2 separate regions of the Capsicum annuum genome follow, and region 2 is linked to region 1. The links are chromatin contacts, called in public Hi-C maps. All regions are on one chromosome and are shown on one strand. Each heading gives the region's core, a stretch centred on a gene start, on an enhancer-like site or on the middle of the called end of the contact. The rest is flanking DNA. Distances are from core to core; before and after follow the strand shown.

Region 1 (5,757 bases), core at 1,965-4,464:
CTATTATAAGTAGTAATATATCATATTACAACACCAATATATAGTTATTCGAGCTACATTACAAATCCAAAAAATATTATTCTTGAACTCAACATAAAGCTTTACTTCATTGTCGTTTCGAATCACCATTGGCGATGAATTTTCTTCGACAACGTATATGGTGTCGATTTTTTTCTCTTCATTAATCAAAACCAAATTTGACTGTGATTCTCGAAATCAATCTATAAAACGAAACACTTACTCCAACAACAATTTCATTACTTTTGTATTGTTCGTATTGAAGTTTAATCATTCAAACACTGTAAAATCTCAATATAATGGAGATGTTCATAACGTATTCAAACCATTGCACCAATTTCAACATCAAATTCTCTTTCTTCATTCCATCAACAATGTATCGAACATCAATGTTTTTCTTTGATTCATCTATATCAAGCTCCGCATCAATGGCGAAAATCAACTGCATATACGAAACACTTTCGTTAACTACAAATTCATCACTTCAATAATTCTCATAAATAATTTTGTTTTGCCAAATTTCAGAATGTCTCAACAAAATTGAAATATTCATGACGAAAGCAGTATGACCGATCGAATAATTTTTTTCTGAAATAAAACAATGAAACAAACAAGAATTGAATTTTCAAATTCCAAAAAAATGGTGTTGTTATGTATTGTATACATTTTAACCATCAGTTCCTATGATAAGCGCGTTAATTGCTCAACGGTTAGCTTAATTATCGTTTCTTTCCGTTTTTAACTAGATTTAATATCTTACTTATGTATCATAACATGATGTATCAGAACGTACAGTAATGTATCATAGATGAAATTTTATGTAATTATTATAAAAGTTGGGAGAGAGTGTAATTATGTAGGAAACACTTGGGGTTTACGTTGTTTATACATATATTGTTCAACTTGTAGTAAAAAAATTTCGGATACTTTAATTATGATTTGTTTCAGCTAATCATCTTGATATATGATAATTGTATCTATTCACCTCAAATTTTAGAATTTTTTTGTGTTATGTAGTTACGTAAAATATATCACATTCTTTAATTGTACATATCAATATTAACCAAAATCTAATTGAGATTTTACAACTTATTAACAGGGGCGAACCTACATTGTTTTTTGGGGTGCTCCGGCACTCAGTAAACTCGATGTGGAATAAGTATAATTACATAGAAAATATCAAAAAATAGGTATAAAAGATATAAAAGTACTCACTAAAATAAAAAGTTGGCTAGGTGCAACGATATTTAGATTTATCTTAAGCTTCTCCACTAGAAGGGGCATCTTAGGTTCAAAGCTCATTGAGATAATTTTTTACTTGTTTTTAGCTTTTTAATTTTTTAAGTATCCACAATCATTAAATCCTGGGCCTGCCACTGCTTATTAAGGCTAATACATATACTTACAATAAATGAGACTTGAAGCGTGTTTGCCTAAACTTTTTTTTTTAAAAAAAAAAACTTATTTTTTAAAAAGTATAGTGTTTAGCCACACTTTTGAGAGAAAATAGTTGCTTACTAGGGAATAACAAAAGTTGTTTTCCATAAGTTACAAATTAATTTATTCCTAAAAGTACTTATTTGAAAGAATTACTTGTGGAAAAAATACTTAAAAATTCTCTTATATTATAAGAGCGAGTGAGCAGCTTTCAATTGTTAAAAATTCTAATATAAGAGGGAGAGAGCAGCTTCCGATCGTCTTACTTACTGACCATTCAGTTGATTGCTCCGTGATTTTACTATATCACTCTTAATTAATCATTATATGTTATTTACGTATTAGAAAATTAATAATATTTAATAAAAAAATAAAATAGAAATTTATGACATGTCTGCTTCAGCTGCTTCAATCGTAATTTTACTATATCATCTCTAATTAATTATTATAAGTCATCTAAGCATTAAGATATTAATATTAAAAATTATTATAAAGTCATCTAAGTATTAAAAAATTAATAATATTCAATGTTAAATTAACTTGATGTCTTATATGAGGCCCGCCCATTTTTTTTACAAATATTTTTTACAGTGATTTTGTCATATCACTTCAAATTAGTTATTATAAGTCATTTAAGACATGTCTGCTTCGCAGCTTCAATCGTGATTTTACTATATCACCTCTTATTAATTATTATGATCATCTAAGTATCATGACACTTAAATTGGAATAGAAGAAAAAATATTATAAATCACAATGATTAAAAAATTAAATTATTTTAAAAAATATAATTGACTATCAATGACAAAATTTTGAACAAAGAGAGCAACATATATTATTTGTAAATTACATAAAAAATATTATAAATTACAATAGTTAACAACTTAAAATATCTATAAAAAAATTAATCTGCTATATATTTTTAAAAAACATAAAAAATACTATAAATCACAATATTAACAACTTAAAAAATTTAAAGGTCAATCTGCCTGCTTGCACAACTTCATTGGTCATATCCCTTGCTTTCATTTTTTTCATCCATTTTAATTTATTTGTCTTACTTTTTTTTTTAATCTGTTATATATTCCAAAGAAATACGTAAAAAATACCATAGATCACAATAATTAACAACTTAAAAAATTTAAACGATAGAAAATATTTGGTTAACTCTCGAAATTATATTAGTGCCACTTAAAATAAAATAGTTAAAAATATAGTTGACTATCAATATCATAAATTTGGACAAGGAGAGTAACATGTATTATTTGAAAATTACGTAAAAGTATTATAAATTACAACAGTTAACAACTTAAAATATCTAAGAAAATCAATTTGTTATATATTTCAAAAAATACATAAAAAAATTTATAAATCATAATAATTAACAACTTAAATTTTTGTAAGGATATAAAATATTTGATTGAGCTCTCAAAATTATAGTAGTGCCACTTAAATTAAAATAAAAAAAAAGTATTATAAAATTCAATAATTAAACACTTAAATTATTTTAAAAATATAATTAACTATCAATATCACAAAAAATTGAACAAAAAGAGTAACATATATTATTTTAAAATTACATAAAAATTATTATAAATTATAATAATAAATTATAATAATTAATAATTTAAAATAATTAAAAATATATTAAATATATAATTAATTATCTAAATTCTATTTATGTTAACCAACCTTTCAGCTTTACTATAGTCTCCTGACGATTTTTCTTCTCTTCTTTCTTTGTCATGTACGTGTACATATTATATCATTTTTTGCCTTATTGTATAAAAAAATCCATTATCCTATTCCCACTTCATTTCCATTTTCGCCATATTAACTTTGCCTTGTCTGCACTCTATTCCCGTGGATTTCCATTTTTTGCCCTTTGATTTTTTGTGCTGAGCATTACGTGAATGCATCATCACGCCATCATATCCAATTGTGCAGCAACCCACCACAATGCCTTGTTATTCACTCTCAGTCCTTCCATATACCGAAACCCTAGTTCTTCTATAATCCCCCGACACAGAAACAAGTTTGGTTATTCAATTCTCAATTGTCGAGGCATTGAAATTTCTATCCCTAAACTCCGTGGCCCTAATAATAATGGCTTCTCCACAAAATTCACAAGTATCGCCGCCGCTGCTGCTGTGAAAGATATTGATATTGCCACTCTTGGAAATCTCTGTGTCGATATTGTTCTCAATGTCCCCCAATTACCTCCTAAGAATTTACAACTACGCAAGGCCTATATGGAACACTTGTCTAAATCCCCTCCCGATAAGGTTCGTTTTTTCTTACTCCCTCCGTTTAAAAATGAATGACCTACATTAATAGAGTGCACAACCAAATTATTTGTAGTCCTAATTTTTTATTTTTTTGGTAACCGTGTTGTTGGGCCAGCTTGCGTGCACCTGCCACCTCCCACCTCCCACCAGCAACAGCTTCTAGGTAACTCTGTCCACCAAGGCTAGAACACGTGGGAAGAAAACACCAAGTGTTTGTCTCTGCTTAGGAATTGATCCTAAGACCTCATGACGCTCATCCCAATTTCATTGAAGCACTGGGCCACACCCTTGGGTGTAGTCCTAATTACCCAACAACATAGAGTGTAGAGTGTATGCAGACCATACCCCTTCCTTAGAGATAGGAGGGTTATTTTCAATAGACCTTGGCTCAAGAAAAACAGTCCAAATAAGTTCAGAAAAAGAAATAATTGGATTTCAAGAAACAATAGATAGTAACTAAAAACAACAGATAGTTCTGACAATACTACAATAAGACAATGTGGTAGTGGAAGTACGAAGAAACAACAAATAGTAACAAATCTAAGGACAATTACAAGCATTGCACAAGTTACTATCTGTGGGTAGTCCTAATTACCCAAAAACACAAAACTTTGCCACGGATAGTTGATGTTAATGTGAGGTATAGTTTTATAGTAGTGATAGTTGAAGAACATACTATAGTAGTTGAAAATTTTAATTGATCGAGAAAACATACATCAAGTGTAAAATTGAATAGTTTAATGTAATCGAAATATGTTAGAAATGTCAACATCTTGGATGTCTTGAAAGGAAAAGAGTGTAATAGTAGGAAGTCGTTAAAACCCCTAGTGAAAAGAAAATGAAAATGAACTGGGATGGAAGGAGTACTAAGACAACTCAATGGAGTTTTCAAGCACAAAAGCTTCAATTATGCTATTTACGGTACGAATTGGACCATATGGATTTTTGAAGAGTTGAATAAGTAATTAGTGTATGTTGATGGTTGTTTTTGTGAGTTTTGAATACATAACTTTCCGTCTATAAAACTATTAATTTTGTAAATAGATGTTATTAGCTGCCAATTATTTTATCCACAATGTTGCTATTAAGTTGTGAAAACACTAGTTATTGGAGCACCAAAGGCTTTAGTAATGCATTTCTTGAAAATTTGGCCTGAATATGGTTGAGCTCCTTTGCATCTTAGATGAACGACCTAGTTGATATTTGGCCAATCTTTTCCGAGGTCAAAAGTGCTCTTTTTTTAAAAAATGAGGTTCTAAGCCAAGTTTTTTGGGGGAGAAAACAAGTGTTTTGGGGGAGTAGCAGAGGCTGTTTTCAGTAGCTAAAAAGGTAGTTTTCTCCGAAAGCACTTTTGAAAAAAATACACTTAGAAGCACTCTTTTAAAAGCTTGACCAAACACTAATTGGGGCTCAAAACTGCATTTTTAATTGATTGGCCAAATGCAAACTGCTTCTCACCAAAAGTACTTTTTTGAAAAGCACTTTCTGAAAAGAACACTTTTTAAAATAATCTGATTTTAGAAGATTGGACAAACATGCTATAAGTTTATGCACCACATTTTGCTCCCAATGATGTGGCCATGTGGTCAATGAAGTTGGAAAGTAACCGGTAATTCTCACGTTCAAAATCATTCATGTTCAAATTCCAGCAAAGTACAAAAAGAAACACTAGGTGATTCCTTCTCATTGGTGGGTAGAGTTACTTGGTACCTGTGTTGATGGAAGATACCACGTACTCAATGGAATAGTTGAGGTGTGCTCAAGCTGACAACACCACTGTCATAAACAAAATTCTATGTACCACAATTTGGGTTCGAGCCCACTATTTTAACAAAATAAAATGTGTGGTTTAAATGCTTGGATGCCATCATCTTTGAAAGCTGCACATTATCCTATGTTGCAACAACAACAACAACAACATGCCCAGTGTATTCCCACATAGTGGGATCTGGGGAGGGTAGAGTGTACGCTGACCATACCACTACCTTAGGTGAAGTAGAAAGGCTGTTTCCGA
Region 2 (5,757 bases), core at 2,264-4,763, 240 kb before region 1:
AGAAATCTCCTCCTGTTGGGAATTAGTACTTCCCCCATCATCACTTTGTTTCTTAACTTGATTATCAACATCTTTCTTTATCCTTTCTGAATATCCGTTACAAGGAACATTATCTGTGGCCTGCCTGGCAGAAATTTGAGAAAGCTTTTTCTCCAAGTTCTCTAGGTGTTTTAAAATACGAAGCTTTTCATCCTCGAAGCTACACATTGAATCATTAAACTGTCTAGGTTTATCACAGATTTTGGATACTTTAACAGTTTTCGAATCTGAACTGCCACTGAGCTTGTTTTCAACATTTTCTAAACTATGATTCTCATTTAGTACATTTTCTCCTTTCAGGTATTTGTTTTCCTTCCGTGGATCCTCTGCTGCTAATTCATCTGGAAGATTATTCCTATATAATATTAACTCTTCTTCCAGATCTTGCAACTCTTTTTCCCTTTCAGCAAGGAGATCATTAGCCCTTTCTAGTGCCTCCATATCATACTCGGCTTGCTCTTCCATCATTCTTAAATACTGCAAGGCCTCCATATGAAGTGATGCCTTCTCCTCCTGCAACCTAGTGATCATGGCCATTGCCTGATTAGTGGCAATGGCGGACGCACTCCTTTCTTCCTCCAGTTCCTTGTAAAGAGCATTTACGTATCTCCGATCATGTTCAACTTGTCGTTTCAACCTATCAACAGTACTTTCACCCTCAATTTCACTGACGCTCAATCCATCTACTGATTCATTACCAGAATCATCTCTACCCATGAAGGTAGATGTTTGAAGCATATGTACCCCGTCAGACCTAGAAGCATCACTTCTTTGGTGTTCATCACCATGATCATGATTCCTAAGACTTGCAATTTGCAATTCATCCATTCCAGAAGTAGAAAGTTGGGGAAGCGACTTCATACCTTCTCCAGCGTTTGCAGAATCACCTCTCCCCATAAAGGTAGATGTGTGAAGCATATGTACCCCGTCAGAGCTAGAAGCATCACTTCTTTGGTGGTTATCACCGTGATGATTCCTAAGACTTGCAGTTTGCAATTCATCCTTCCCAGAAGTAGAAAGTTGGGGGAGTGACTTCATACCTTCTCCAGCAATTGTGGAATCATCTCTCTCCATGAAGCTAGATGTTTGAAGCATATGTACCCCGTCAGAGCTAGAAGGATCACTTTTTTGGCAGTCATCTACGTGATGATTCCTAAGACTTGCAGTTTGCAATTCATCCACTCCAGAAGTAGAAAGTTGTGGAAGCGACTTCGTACCTTCTCCAGCGTTTGCAGAATCACTAATTGCACTTGGTTCTCCAAGCCTATCTGATAGTTTTCTCCCTCTGTTTCCCAGAACGGATATATCAGCTTGATTTTTTTGGTTTGATAGGGATGGAGCACTGTCATCTAAATGATCTGGAGGTCTTGCATTATTCTTCTCGGTTAAGATGTTTCCTTCATCATTAGCTTCAGTCAATTCTACAAAATCATTTTATAAAGACAAACAAATGAAAAATAGGAATTCAGAAGTTTTTTTTATGGAATAACTCAATAGGTAAATATAATTTGCATAGACAGAACAAACAAGTGTATAAAACACACAAATACATCAATCAAAGAGAAAGATCAGCTTACCCGTCTCATGGATTTCGATACTGGATGAAGAAGATATATTGGTCACTGATATAATCTCCGAAAGTGCAGAGAGGTCTGAGACACGTGGGAGAAACATATTGGACTTTGAAAACTCTCCAGATGTGTGATGATGATCTTCTAAAAGGTTGGGTGAAGGGGTAATATTATATGATGAAATGAACGCTGGCAGCATAGAAGCACCGGCCTTAGGAGAAAGACTTTCCCAATCAAGTTCTGCTAAGCCATGCCCTATAAAATCATCAGATGTCTGACAGCTCACAGATTTGCCCGAGCTGGCAGTCTGCTGCATGGGCTGATCCAGAAGAGAAGGCTTGGATTCAGTGGACTGGTGAGGTTGATTCTCTGGAGACACAGGCTCAGTTCCTCTTTTATTTGTTATCCCTTTGCCATGTCGAACATTATCTTCTGATCTCGAATCATTTTTACCACGAGTAGCAGAACATCCGTCATCATCATCAGAAATCTGGATTTCTGACTCAGAATCTGAAGTAATCTTCAACTCCGTATATCCTACATGTGATAAGGGATCAAGAGCAGAAGCTCTTGTCCTAGGTGACTCTGGCCCAGAAATTTTATCCCTGATCTTCTTAAAGCTATCACGGCGGCTGAAACGGCTACGACCTGGTGCCCATGGCAGAGGAGGCTTGACATTGGCCTTAGAAGCTCCAAAACCAACTGAAGTTAGCTGGAGCAATCTTTGAGCACTTGATCGAGCCCTCCAAGTCTTCTGACAACAAGAACAGCTCCATGGTCCGGGAGAAGTAGGTATAAAGCTCTTATTCCACAGTTTATCAATCAAGTGTTCTGACTCTCTAACACGTATGTTCTCAGTAGCAAATGATACAAGGCATTCTTCACACATAGCACGGACATCGGCTAGATTACCATGAATATGACAAAACAGTTGAAATGATATATCCTCTTTATGGTTCCTACAAAGATTTCTCTTATAACATCCATTTTTCTTATCCCCAAGTATGTGATCAAACCTTGAACACAACATACACGGCGTCTGCAACTCATAGTAACTAGAAAATTTTGTGATCAAATATGACAGTGCCGCGTCTAGAAACAACATAAACATCAAGAACCATTCACAAGCCGCACAAGACAAGACTGTCATAAATCGCCACGGATTTCTCTGTTTAACAGATGAAATCCCTCCGGCAGCCATTGCCCACAAAAAGAACTTGTAATTCTCCAAATCACATTACATTTCCAGTGAATCAAACCAATAAAGCACTTGTTAATCTCCCAACAACAACCACAACAATTGCTCCTCAATCAAAAACTAATTGCTCCTATTCAATTTGGGGCCATTTCATATCAATTACTCAACATATATCAATTACAAAAAAGTAACCCTTCCTCAAATCTATATCAGCAATTTTGACCCTGAAAACCCAAGAAATCATAAGACAAACTCAAGAATGCCTACAAATGTAAAAAGAATAATTAATATTGACCCACAACACATACACATACATTTGCATGTAACAATATGGAAGAATAAACAAAAAATAAAACCCCAGAAAATGATTTTAAAAAATGAATTCAGATTAATTTCAAGATCATACCTGCGGATGTAATCAAGAAAGGCTGAAAAATCAGCAAAGATGATTAATTAATTGGAAAAATAAAAAGGAAAGAATTGGTTTGGTTCCAAAGGAAGAATGACCGTTGGAACCAACAGAAATTGAGATTCCTGGTTGTCTGCGTAAAACATGACACAATGCTTCGCTGACTTCTCTATCCTTCTAATTCTGCACTTCTAATTTTTTATTTTATTATTATTTTCTATATGTTTTTTTTTTTTTTCAATTTTCTGTTTAATTAATTTTGATCTTTTTTTCTTTATTTTTCTTTTCCCTTTTGTGGTTTGCAATAAAGCTGCCTACCTTACATGTCCTTTTTAATATTTTCTACACTCTTTTAAGATAAATATTGATTGTTAAATATATTACTTCCTTCCTGTTATTTTACTAAAAATAAATATCTCATATTAGTTGATCACTTATTAAATCAGTATAGAATTAATTATTTTTTTATAGTATACGTTAATGTAAACAATTACAATTTCAATGTTTATTCTTGTGTCCAATGAATATCATTAATATGGATAATGAGTAAATTAGTACAATTAATTATACAATTTGTAATTTCTTAATCACCATATAAAATAAAATATGTCCAATTAAAATAGGAAAGAGAGAATACTCACTTAGCTACTAAATAAATGGAGAGTACTCACTTAGTTACTAAATAAATGTTACTTTAGTAGTTTTCCATTTTGTTTCTTGATAAATGGTGACTTAGATTCATTAATGATGTTTTTGTTTTAAAATTATCCTAGTTTTATAATGAAATTTTACTTCATTAAAAGTCATTTCTTTCTTCAAATAGTAAAAATACCTTTTTTTTTTTTTTAGAAATGTGTAGTTTAATAAAGTATATGACAAGCTAAAACCACCACTTAATTTAAAACTGATAAAATATTAATAAAGATTTAATTGAGTGAACCGCAAATATTATATGTTTGTGAACAAGTTTAGTCAGATACATAAATTCCTTTAATCTTTTGATATTATGATTTTGGCCAAAAATAAAATGAGTGTAAATAAAAAAAAAAGATAATGATAATTAATACTGTATATTCTCCAAACGATTAATCTAACATTATATTGATCGATTTTAAATTATATTGGTGCAAAGGAAATAAAATATACTAGAAACATTTATACCTTCAACAACCCGGAGAAGAGAGTAATGTACTGAAAAAATAATTAAAGTGTCTTTAATTCGGGGTTGATTTGAATAGTTTTTTAATGTACTTCGTAGTTTTAATTTTCAAAAAGGAGTACTTAAAATTTTTAAGCGTCAAATATTTAATAACCTATGACAATTAAATTTAACCGAATTGTAAAAATGTTGCCAAAAACATTAGAAAAGTCTCATAAAATATTAGAACTTGCACACTAAAATTGTATCCGACTCTAGAAATGAACCAAAATAGTTGAAACTGCAAATCTACACTTTTAGATGTGAGTTCCCATTAATTTTTTTTTCTTCTAGAACTTTTGATAAATTTAACAATTAAAATTTGTTAAATATTTAACGACTATTGAACATTTTGCTTTTGTTAAATTTTAAAAATTGAAATTGGTCATAATAAATTTAATCGATCATCTTAAACTTCCCTTATCAAATTTAAGTGATCGGTTTGTCAGTTTCTCGCAATGTAATTCTTCGAGAAATAAAACTAGGAGAGAGATACATATTTATTCCATACTTAAAAAAACAAAGTTTGATTTATTTAAATTATTACTAATATATATATAAATGGGTTGGGAAGCAGCTGGGTATTGTCGTGTCAGCTTGTCGATCAAGCTCACTTTTTATATATTATTATTTTATTCTATTTTAGTTTGTCTGTCGTATTTTTTATTTATTATGCATTTAAAAATTTTATAAAAGTTTTTATAAATTACATTAATTAACGATTTAAGATACTTGAAGGACATAAAAAAGTTTATTGACTCTCGAAATTCTATTGGCCCCATAAATTGAAACATAAGAAGCAATATATATTATTTAAAAATAACGTAAAAATATCATAAATGACAATAATTTACAACTTAAAATGTTATCGACATATAAAAAATTTGATTGATTCACCATATACTATCACAATCACATAAATTAGGATAGGAGTAACAAATATTATTCGAAAATAACATAAATTACTATAAATCACAATAACTAACAACTCAAAATGTGTAAAACTATATATAAAAAATTCGATTGGCTCTGTAAATTCCACCTATGTCACATAAATTGAGATAGAGAAAGTAACATGCATTATCTGAAAATTATGTAAAAATACTATAAACTGCAATAATTAACAATTTAAAATATCTAAATACCATGCAAACATCTAAAAAATATATAAAAAATTTGATTGACTTTTTAAATTATATTAGTGGACAAAAATTCAGACAACAAAAGTAACATATATTTTTTAAAAATTATATAAAAATATTGTATATCATTAAAAATTTAAAATATTTAAAAATTATATAAAAAATTTAGTAGATAAAATACATCACAATGAAGATTCTAT

What was found. A called contact is a pair of places that touch in the nucleus more often than the background predicts.
Region 2: a Hi-C map of leaf shows a contact between it and region 1, with 2.3 times the contacts expected there. The contact joins the promoter of LOC107863867 here to the promoter of LOC107863868 in region 1. A contact is called at or near these places in 2 of 5 Hi-C or Micro-C datasets (leaf and placenta).

The regions. Positions count from the first base shown.
Region 1 is chr3:255,528,544-255,534,300 of UCD10Xv1.1, reverse strand. LOC107863868 (probable fructokinase-4) reads left to right here and starts at 3,214. Exons shown (of 5, transcript XM_016710046.2): 1 at 3,214-3,740. The coding sequence starts at 3,369.
Region 2 is chr3:255,770,755-255,776,511 of UCD10Xv1.1, reverse strand. LOC107863867 (myosin-binding protein 1) reads right to left here and starts at 3,513. Exons shown (of 4, transcript XM_016710043.2): 1 at 3,215-3,513; 2 at 1,617-3,071; 3 at 1-1,460. The coding sequence starts at 2,811.